2 separate regions of the Mus musculus genome follow, and region 2 is linked to region 1. A link is a contact called in public Hi-C data. All regions are on one chromosome and are shown on one strand. Each heading gives the region's core, a stretch centred on a gene start, on an enhancer-like site or on the middle of the called end of the contact. The rest is flanking DNA. Distances are from core to core; before and after follow the strand shown.

Region 1 (4,044 bases), core at 507-3,006:
ACAACCTATCTTGCATATTCCACTCCAAACATACTGGACCTCCCAGTTGGTCTCTAAACACATCAGATAGAATCTAAGTCTTGGAATCTACCCTTCCTTTACATAATGTACTCTCCAGGATTTCATATAATTTGTTCCTTCATATTATTCAGACTCAACTCAAATGCTACCTCAAAAGGGATTTACTACCCAACCTATCACTTCTTTTATCACAATACTTTTAATATCATTTAATATTTACTGAAATATTTATATTTATCTCTCAAGTTGACTACTATCCTGTCTTAAATATACTCCTCATGCAAGCAGTTCTTATCTCTGTTATTAGTAACACAGCCACAGAGACTAAAATAGTATATAACATATAACAGTTAAACATTAAGTCAATCAAACTCAAAACTATGTGATTATAGTAGCAATAACAACCAACTTTTAGCCTATGACATACCATCATATTCTTTTTGAATAAACTTTTCCAAGCCAATTAAAATTTGTTCCCTGTTGTGTTGTTCAGAGCAAGGTGGTGATAATTCATCTATATTAAAGAGAAAAAGAAACATGAAAACAAAATATAAAAAATTTTCAGATTTTTAACTTAAAAATTTTGACTCTCAATATTTTTACTGCTTATTTACTTTTATGACTTTAAACCCATAAATGAAACTAGAGAACGGGCAAAGAGACAAAGAAGAAAACCTTAAAGCACATATGTATATTTTACCTGATAATCTCCCCTATATTCTACACATGCATTTACCTTTTGAAAACTAATTAATACTGCTTTCTTTAGATATTTAGCTCTTTCCCTTATTTTCCTCCATCTCAACAGGTTCAGTTACCAACGCACCCACTTAAATCTTGTCCAGATTTCCAAGTTCCCTACAAATCAATCTACCTCCCTGCAACCTTGACACTTCATCTTGACTGACTTTCTCTACTATTTCAAATTGCCTGACACTAGCAAATGATTTTCTAATGTTCTTGCAGTGTTCCAGTCTTCATTTATATTACTTTTTCCTTCCCAAGGGGATCATACAAATGTCTTAAGAATATGTGTGCCTCACTCCTTCTCCAAAGACACATCCTCAGATCTCTACATAGCAATGAAAATAATGTAATGTCTGTTATAATTCATTAAATCAGCATTTACTTTTATGAATGGAAATGTATCAGGCTGGAGTGATGGCCCTGAAGTTAAGAGCATTAGCTACTATTCCAGCGGACCCAGGTTCAATCCCCTGGACTCCGATAGTGGCTCACAACTATTTGTAACTCCAGTTCCAGGGTATCTTTTCTTTCTTTTGTTGGTGTAATGTTTGTTTACTTAGTTATATGAAAGAAATGGGAACATCACAGCACATAAAACCCTCCCTACTCTAGCCTCTGAGGTTTCTGCACAAATTGGAATATAGATATACTTGAAGGCAAAATACCCATATGCATAAAATAATTTTTAAAATAAAAATAGAAATAATAATAAAAAGTAAATACATGAGTATTTATAGAGAGAGGAAAAATGAAAAATAAAGTTTCAGGGTTTTGTTTTGTTGGTTTGGGGCTGTGAAAGTATTCTATATAACAGATATATATGTTATGATTTAGTTAACTACTTGTGTTAAAAAGAGGCTTTGTCCTAGAGCAGCATGCTACTGAGATGGAGTCTTTAAGAGGTACAATAATAGTAGGAAGTCTGCAGTCATAGGAGACATGCCTTGAAGAGGGGAAATACTGGAATCCTATCCACTTCCTCTTCTCGTCTGCACAGCAAAGAGAAATGGTTTTGCTACACCATACATTTTTGTTACTGCTTCATCATAGGCACAAAGTTGACAAAACCAAATAGGTTCTAGACTAAATCCCTTAAACTCTAAACCAAAATAAACCTATTTTTCTTTTAAGTTGATTCCTCTGAGGTTTGCCTTAACATGATTAAGTGCTAACACAAAAATCACAGAGCACTGCAGCACCAAGCATGAACAGAAGTGAATAAGAACAAACTATATTTGTAATGATTCCATGGAAACCCATAGCAAGCTAAAAAAAAAGAAAAAAAAGAAAAAAAAAACAATAAAAATATAACTGTTTTAAGGTCTACAAATTTTACAAAATAGTATGAGATCACAGGATCTCAGGATGGAATGCAGATTGTGATGAAAGAATCTATTTTATAAATGTATGAAAAGCCTTCGCTCATGAAAATGAACGAAAGGGAAGTCTACATAGTGAGTTCCAGGACACCAAGGGGTAAACAGACAAAAATACCAACAGCAGTCTAAGAAAAAAAGGACAATGAGTACAATCTGTAAGTTTAAAGCCAAAAGAAACTATATGCAGGCACACAATTCTGATGATGCTACTTCTAAAGAGTTTAGTTTCACAGTTCTCAGACTGATAATACAGATGGTATTAAAATGAAACAAGTAATTTTTAGTAGCAGATTGTGAGAAGTGGGATTCCCCTTATTGGAGAAGAGAAAAAAAATTTTAAATGTAATGGTTCAGAATAGGAGATTCTGTGAAATCATGTTTAGGCTAACATAAATAAAATGACTGCATACAGAAAAATTTGTAGGTAAAATTCTAACACATTGATTTTCTTGCTCTGAGAGCGCTTACAATCAACAACTTTCCAGTAATCAGAAAACATGATGGATGTGGTAGCACAAACCACTAATCCCACTCAGGAGGCAGAGACTACATAGGGAGACTCTGTCTCAAAAACAAAACAACAACAACCAAAAAAAAAAAACCCACCTTGTATTCACATCTTGAATTCTAATACTATTCTCCAATGAAAGAAATTAGGATACCTTGGAGAAAAGTGCAACTCTTATACTAAGTCAGAAAATATACACAATAAGCTTAGAGTATCTTGTAGTCCCCAAAGAAAGAAACCTAAAAAACAAATAAACCCCACACACTGATGAGCTTATGTCAGAGACACAAGCTCCAACAAGTTACATTGGGTTACATTCACAAGTATAAGGTTTACATGAGTAAATAATAAAATAAAGAAATGACTAATTACAGAGGCAGTACCCTATACCTTAATAAAGCCGATTTAAGAACATGTGTTATCAACTGGGTGTGGAGGCATATGATTTTAATCCTATCACTGACCAAACAAAACTGAAAAATTGTTTTAAATGAAAAAATAAATATTCAATATCTAATAATTACTTCAAGTAGTTATAATACCAAACACTTACCAAAACATCTTTTACATACTAAATCAAGTATTTCTCGAAATCGGTTTGTCATTGGTGGTAGAGGTTTTAGATCAATTTTCCTGAAATCCTCTGGACAATCATTTTTTGAATGGCCATCCTTTTTGCAGATGCTGCATACTATTGTTGGCGGCTAAATAATGGTTAAAAAAAATTAATGAACTTCTAAGTTATTTCATCACATAGAAAGCAGATCCAAAAATGTAGCAGCAATAAACACTATGTAGTTAACTCAATTCACATAACCTACTCAATTCAGATTTTTGTAGAAAGTTATGAAACGCAATTAATATAAAAATTTGTTTAACTGCTTTCCTCTCCCACTAAAATTACATAATAAACAGTTTACTCAGAAATTAGTAGGCAATACAAAAGGTTTGTATTATTCAAACAACTTGATCAACTCCCAAAAGAAAGCATATTTAATATATTTATTTATTTGTCTGGGTTTTTCCCCCAACACAATCATTATCTTTATTTTATGTGTATGAGTGTTTGGCCTACAGGTGTAGGTAGGCACCATTTGCACGCTGGTTCCCTGAGGTTAGAAGGAATTGTATCCACAGAAATCAGAGGTAGAAATGACTGTGAAGTACTGTATAGGCGCTGGGAATAGAACCCAAGGCCTTTGAAATGAAAAAGCAGAACACCAGACAGATGAGTTAAATAGTAAACACTTAAGCCAACAAGTTACAAAAAGTACACATGTTTAAGGATGATACCTGTACCCTCATTGTTACTGCGTATACCTAAAAAGTTTCCCTCAAATATTAGCTTAGACATTTACATAGCCATAAACTCTGACTCAAATTATACAA
Region 2 (4,618 bases), core at 1,835-4,334, 170 kb after region 1:
GAGACCATTGTGCAGCGGCAAGCTGCTATTGCATTCCTTTCCATGAGGTACAGTAACTTTCTCAACTTTCTCACACAGGAACTGCTCTGTCTCTATCAGCTGCCAACATCGCAGTCGCGTTTTGACAGCTTTATTGGGGGTCTAATTTGCATATTGTGATTACATTTTGGCTATTAGGGAGTCTTTCTGAGCCTAAGACCCCTCACATCACACATTTCTCCTCTGTGGTTTCCAGTTTGATCCCCAGAATTTGTCTTGCACCAGGCTTCTCCCTGGTAATCTCTACAATCTTGAAGAGATTTGCAGTAGCAACCAGACCTGCCTGGTGTGGCTGTGGCTAGCTTCCTTCCTGTCTGTTGGTGACTCAGTCATTAACCTAAATGATGGGCTCACAGAACTGACAAGCCTCTGACAGATCCCAGAACCACTGCAGGTCCGGAGCAGATGCCTTTCACTCCAGAGCCCAGCAGCTACAGAAACAAACTACATAATTTGCAGGGTCCAGTATATAATTGAAAACGCGGGGTGTCCTAGTGTAGTGTCTGTGGCTGTAATAAACACCATGACCAAAAGCAATTTGGGGGAGGAAAGGGTTTAGTTGATTTACACCTCCACATTGAGGGAAACCGGGGCAGGAGCTCAAGGCCTGAACCTGGAGGCTAGAGCGGAAGCAGACCCAGAGGTGAGGTTGTCTCTGGTTCCCCAGTGACAGAGGAGAAAGGTTCAGCTTTTTAGCTAGCTCATGTGAGTCCCTCACGCAAGATGTACCACCTGTGGCTCCGAGAGCTTAGCGTGCTTGGTAAATTTGCTTTGGGGACAGTGGGAATTGTACAGATACTGCCAGCCACTGGCATGTGCCATGTCTTCTATGAAGCTCTGAGGGCAGAGAGAGAAGGAAGCCTAAAGACCCTCTAGCCCAGTGGTTCTGAGCCTTTTAAAGCTGAAACCCTTTAACCGTTCCTCATGTCGTAATGACCCCAAGCCTAAAATTATTTTGTTACTACTTTATAACTATAATTTTGCTGTTACACATTGTAATGTAAATATCTGTGTTTTCTGATGGTGTTAGGCAACCCCTTTGAAAGGGTGGTTTGACTTCCAAAGGGGTCATGACCTACAGGTTGAGCACCGAAAAAGTCCAGCCCAAACCAAACATTGACCAGGAATTTTAATCCAAATTCCACCCTTTGCAGAGGTACAGGTCCTGAGTGGACCCTGCATCTTTTGTTCATTTCCTCCTGCCAAGTGCCTACTAGAAGCTAAGTCTAGACAGTGCAAAACAAAGGAAACATTAGACTCCAAGAGAGCTAAAGGCCAGCTGGGCTCTACTGCTGCATAACACCTACATGTAGCTGCTGGGCCTTAACTTGAGAGTCAGTCTGATCTTCTTCTTTTCTTTTGTTATTCTGAAACAGGGTCTTAAGTTTGTAGCCCCAGATGGCCTGGAACTCATTCTATAGGCCTTGAATCTGTAGCAACTGGAGGGCTAGGGTTATAAATACGCAGTCCCTCATCCCTGCTGTTTATAGGATTCTGGGCCACATTCCCCTGAGGCACCAACTCTGAGGCCTGGGAAATTGTCTGCCATGCCAGGACCCTTCTGAGGTCCTAAGAGTACTCCTTCCTTCTCACAGAATCAGGGTCACAGCAGGGCCAGTCTAAGCTCAACTCCAGGCCTACCACGCACTCACCGTGACCTTGGGCAAACTATATCTGAGTCCCCACCCCCATCCCATTTCCTCATCTGCAAAACAGGCCCCAGCCTTCCTCCCAGGCACTCTCTTCCAGGAGGCCCCTGTACACAGAAGGCAATTAAGGTCACTATTCCTACCTACCCCACAGCAGCTTCCTGATCACAGCTTGCTGCCACTGGCTTCTGGAGACTGCTGGGGCCTCGGGGAACCTGGTCAGAAGCCATCGGTGGGTGGGGAGCAGTGTCAGCTGCTATTCCTGGAGTAATGGAACCCAGCTTGGTTCAGGTTCCCTCAGGGAACCCTGGCCCAGGGGCAGTTTGCTAAAGGTGAGCAGAATAGCCAGCTTAGGCATGTTCTCCTGGGCCATCCGTGTAGCCAAGCCAAGAGGACTCTGGAGCACAGAGGGAGCTGTGGGGACACCATGTCCCACTGCAGCTGGCCTTAGCTTCTAACTCCTGTTCCCCAGAATCTACTCAAGCCTCAAGATACCGTATGTGTGCTGCTTGGTTTCCAGCATCTGAATGGAAGGCTGCAGGCAGAACCAAGTCTTTTTTTTTTTTTTCGAGACAGGGTTTCTCTGTATAGCCCTGGCTGTCCTGGAACTCACTTTATAGACCAGGCTGGCCTCGAACTCAGAAATCTGCCTGCCTCTGCCTCCCTAGTGCTGGGATTAAAGGCGTGCGCCACCACGCCCGGCTCAGGACCAAGTCTTAATCCCAGTTGCTGTCCACAGGGTCTGTTGTGTTCCTACTAGCTACATTGGCCGAGACTTGGTCTCTCTGTCTGAAAAATGGAGAGAATAAACGTTTCCTTGTAGGGTTGTGGAGAGGACTAGAACAGTTTGTACTCAGACAGTGGTCAGTCATGATGGGGACCATGAGCTCCTAAGTGACAAATGCTGTCAGGGGCTCTGTGTCCCCAGCATCCAGCCGCAGTGCTGGCTGAGGGAGTAAGGAGGAGCGGAGGGCAAGGCTGTGCTTGCCTGAGGCTCACCTGTCCCTTCACGGATGGACAAGCTTTGTTCCCAGAGCCCTGCTGTGGGGAGGTGGCAGAACCTCTGGGAGGAGGGCCCTTAAGGGAGAGTTTTAGGTCATTGTGGAGTCGGGGATGAGGTAAGTCTTTTGCATGTTGATATGTTTGTGAGACAGGTATCCGTGGGCCTTCATGTTTACCCGTGCATGCAAGTGGAGCCCAGAGTCTGACAGCAAGTATCTCCCTTGACCACTCTCCACCTTACTTATTGGGCAGGGTCTCTCACCTGTATCCAGAGATGGCTGATGTGGACCAGTCTAACTAGTTCTGCCTGTTCTGGGGATCCCTTGCCTCCATCACCCCAGTTGTGGGATTGTAGGACGATGACCACACCCACCTGGCTTTCTTGGTTCTGAGGATCTGACCTCTGTTCCACATGTTTGCACAATAAGCGCTTTACCCGTGAGTCATCCTTCTAGGTTCACTCCCTCTTGGCAGTTCTTCCTTTTTTTTTTTTTTTGGTTTTGGTTTTGGTTTTGGTTTTTCGAGACAGGGTTTCTCTGTATAGCCCTGGCTGTCCTGGAACTCACTTTGTAGACCAGGCTGGCCTCGAACTCAGAAATCTGCCTGCCTCTGCCTCCCGAGTGCTGGGATTAAAGGCACGTGCCACATTGCCCAGCTCAGTCCTTCCTTTCTTTCTCTTTTGGTTTTTCAAAACAGGGATTCTGTGTGTAGCCCTGTCTGTCCTGAACCGTCTCTGTAGACCAGGCTGGCTTCAGACTCACAGAGATCCGCTGGGATTAAAGGCATGGGTAACCGCTTCCTGGTGCCCTTGGTAGTTCTCAAGGATCTTGTTACATAGCTGGTGGTGTGTAATCCTAGTACTGTAAGGATTCCACTAATTCAGGGCTAGCCTTGGCAATGTAGCAAGCTGAGCCGACAGCTGTGGATGTTTGAATGAAGAGGCCCCAATAGGTTCATATAGCTAAATCTTGGTCTCCAGTTGGCTATTTGGGAAGAAGTAAAAGGTGTAGCCCTATTGGAGAAGGTGTGTTACCAGGAACTGGGTCCCAACCAAATGCTTTCTTTTATATTGCCTTATTAAAGATGTTTTATCAGACAGGTGGTGGTGGTACATGCCTTTAATCCTACAATTTGGGAGGCAGAGGCAGGCAGATCTCTTATCAGAATTTGAGGCCAACCTGGTCTGCAGAGGATGGCAAGTGTCATGGATGTTCTGATGGGTGACGGCTATGTGTAGACACAGGGGCCACTGCATCACTGCAGCCTGGAGGAACATGCAGCCTTCCAGACCAGGAGGCCAGAGACGGAAGGGGTTCCAGGAGAAAATCCAGTATAGGCAACCTGGGTACTTCTGTTGTTTCTTTCTCATTTCATTCCTAATAAACTTACCAATGGAAGTGTATATATTCAAGGTATACAATGTCTGTTAGTAGTTATCAAACACATCCACCCCCACAGTTAGCATGTGTGTACTGGCCACCTTTTGGTGGTAGCTCACACAGACTACAGGCAAATCCCTGATGCAGAAACCCAAGGAACAAGAAGGAGCCAAATACAGTGGCATGGGGGTGGGAGACACGTTGGGGAAAGGGCTGTCTTTCCGATTTAAACAGTACAGAGGACTGATACATAAACTGTATGTAATACAATTGGCACTTCTCAGGCCAGAGGAGGGGCAACAGCTGGGAACAGCTTCCACTGGGCGCCTGCTGTTCTCAGGGAGTGTGTTCAGGCAGCAGAGGAAAGAGAGGGGCCCCAAGCCCCCCCCCCCGCCCCAGGCCTACCTCTTGCAGCTGCTCTATGCCATCAACCCCCCTCCCCAGAAAGCCCCTTCCTTTGCTCCCCAGATAGTTAAATGATGGCAGCCGGGTTTTAAAGGCTAGACTCCCACAGAAGCTAACAAAACAATGGGGCAAGAAACAATGACC

The links. Hi-C and Micro-C count contacts between places; a contact is called where the count stands out from the background.
Region 2: a contact with region 1 is called in a Hi-C map of bone marrow-derived macrophages, with 18 read pairs. The contact joins two enhancer-like sites. A contact is called at or near these places in 8 of 39 promoter capture datasets (the C10 cell line, the HPC-7 cell line, cranial neural crest and 5 more), 4 of 15 datasets of contacts at CTCF or cohesin (CD8 T cells, large pre-B cells, pro-B cells and 1 more), 22 of 484 Hi-C or Micro-C datasets (the AtT-20 cell line, B cells, the C2C12 cell line and 18 more), 11 of 115 datasets of contacts at active chromatin or transcription factors (bone marrow-derived dendritic cells, cardiomyocytes, embryonic basal ganglia and 4 more) and 4 of 9 other capture datasets (adipose tissue, embryonic stem cells, liver and 1 more).

The regions. Positions count from the first base shown.
Region 1 is chr4:108,516,698-108,520,741 of GRCm38.p6, reverse strand. Tut4 (terminal uridylyl transferase 4) reads right to left here. Exons shown (of 31, transcript NM_175472.4): 15 at 3,209-3,359; 16 at 449-535. Among named protein-coding and RNA genes, the nearest start is that of Gm25827, 3.3 kb to the left of the region's middle. Within about 2 kb of position 1,756, at least 1 of the 459 cell types and tissues checked has an H3K27ac peak or open chromatin away from gene starts, as enhancers often do. A contact at or near this core is called in bone marrow-derived macrophages, where this site is marked.
Region 2 is chr4:108,345,782-108,350,399 of GRCm38.p6, reverse strand. All of the region lies in intron 1 of Gm46889 (a long non-coding RNA gene), which reads left to right. Among named protein-coding and RNA genes, the nearest start is that of Gm46889, 3.1 kb to the left of the region's middle. Within about 2 kb of position 3,084, at least 99 of the 459 cell types and tissues checked have an H3K27ac peak or open chromatin away from gene starts, as enhancers often do. A contact at or near this core is called in bone marrow-derived macrophages, where this site is marked.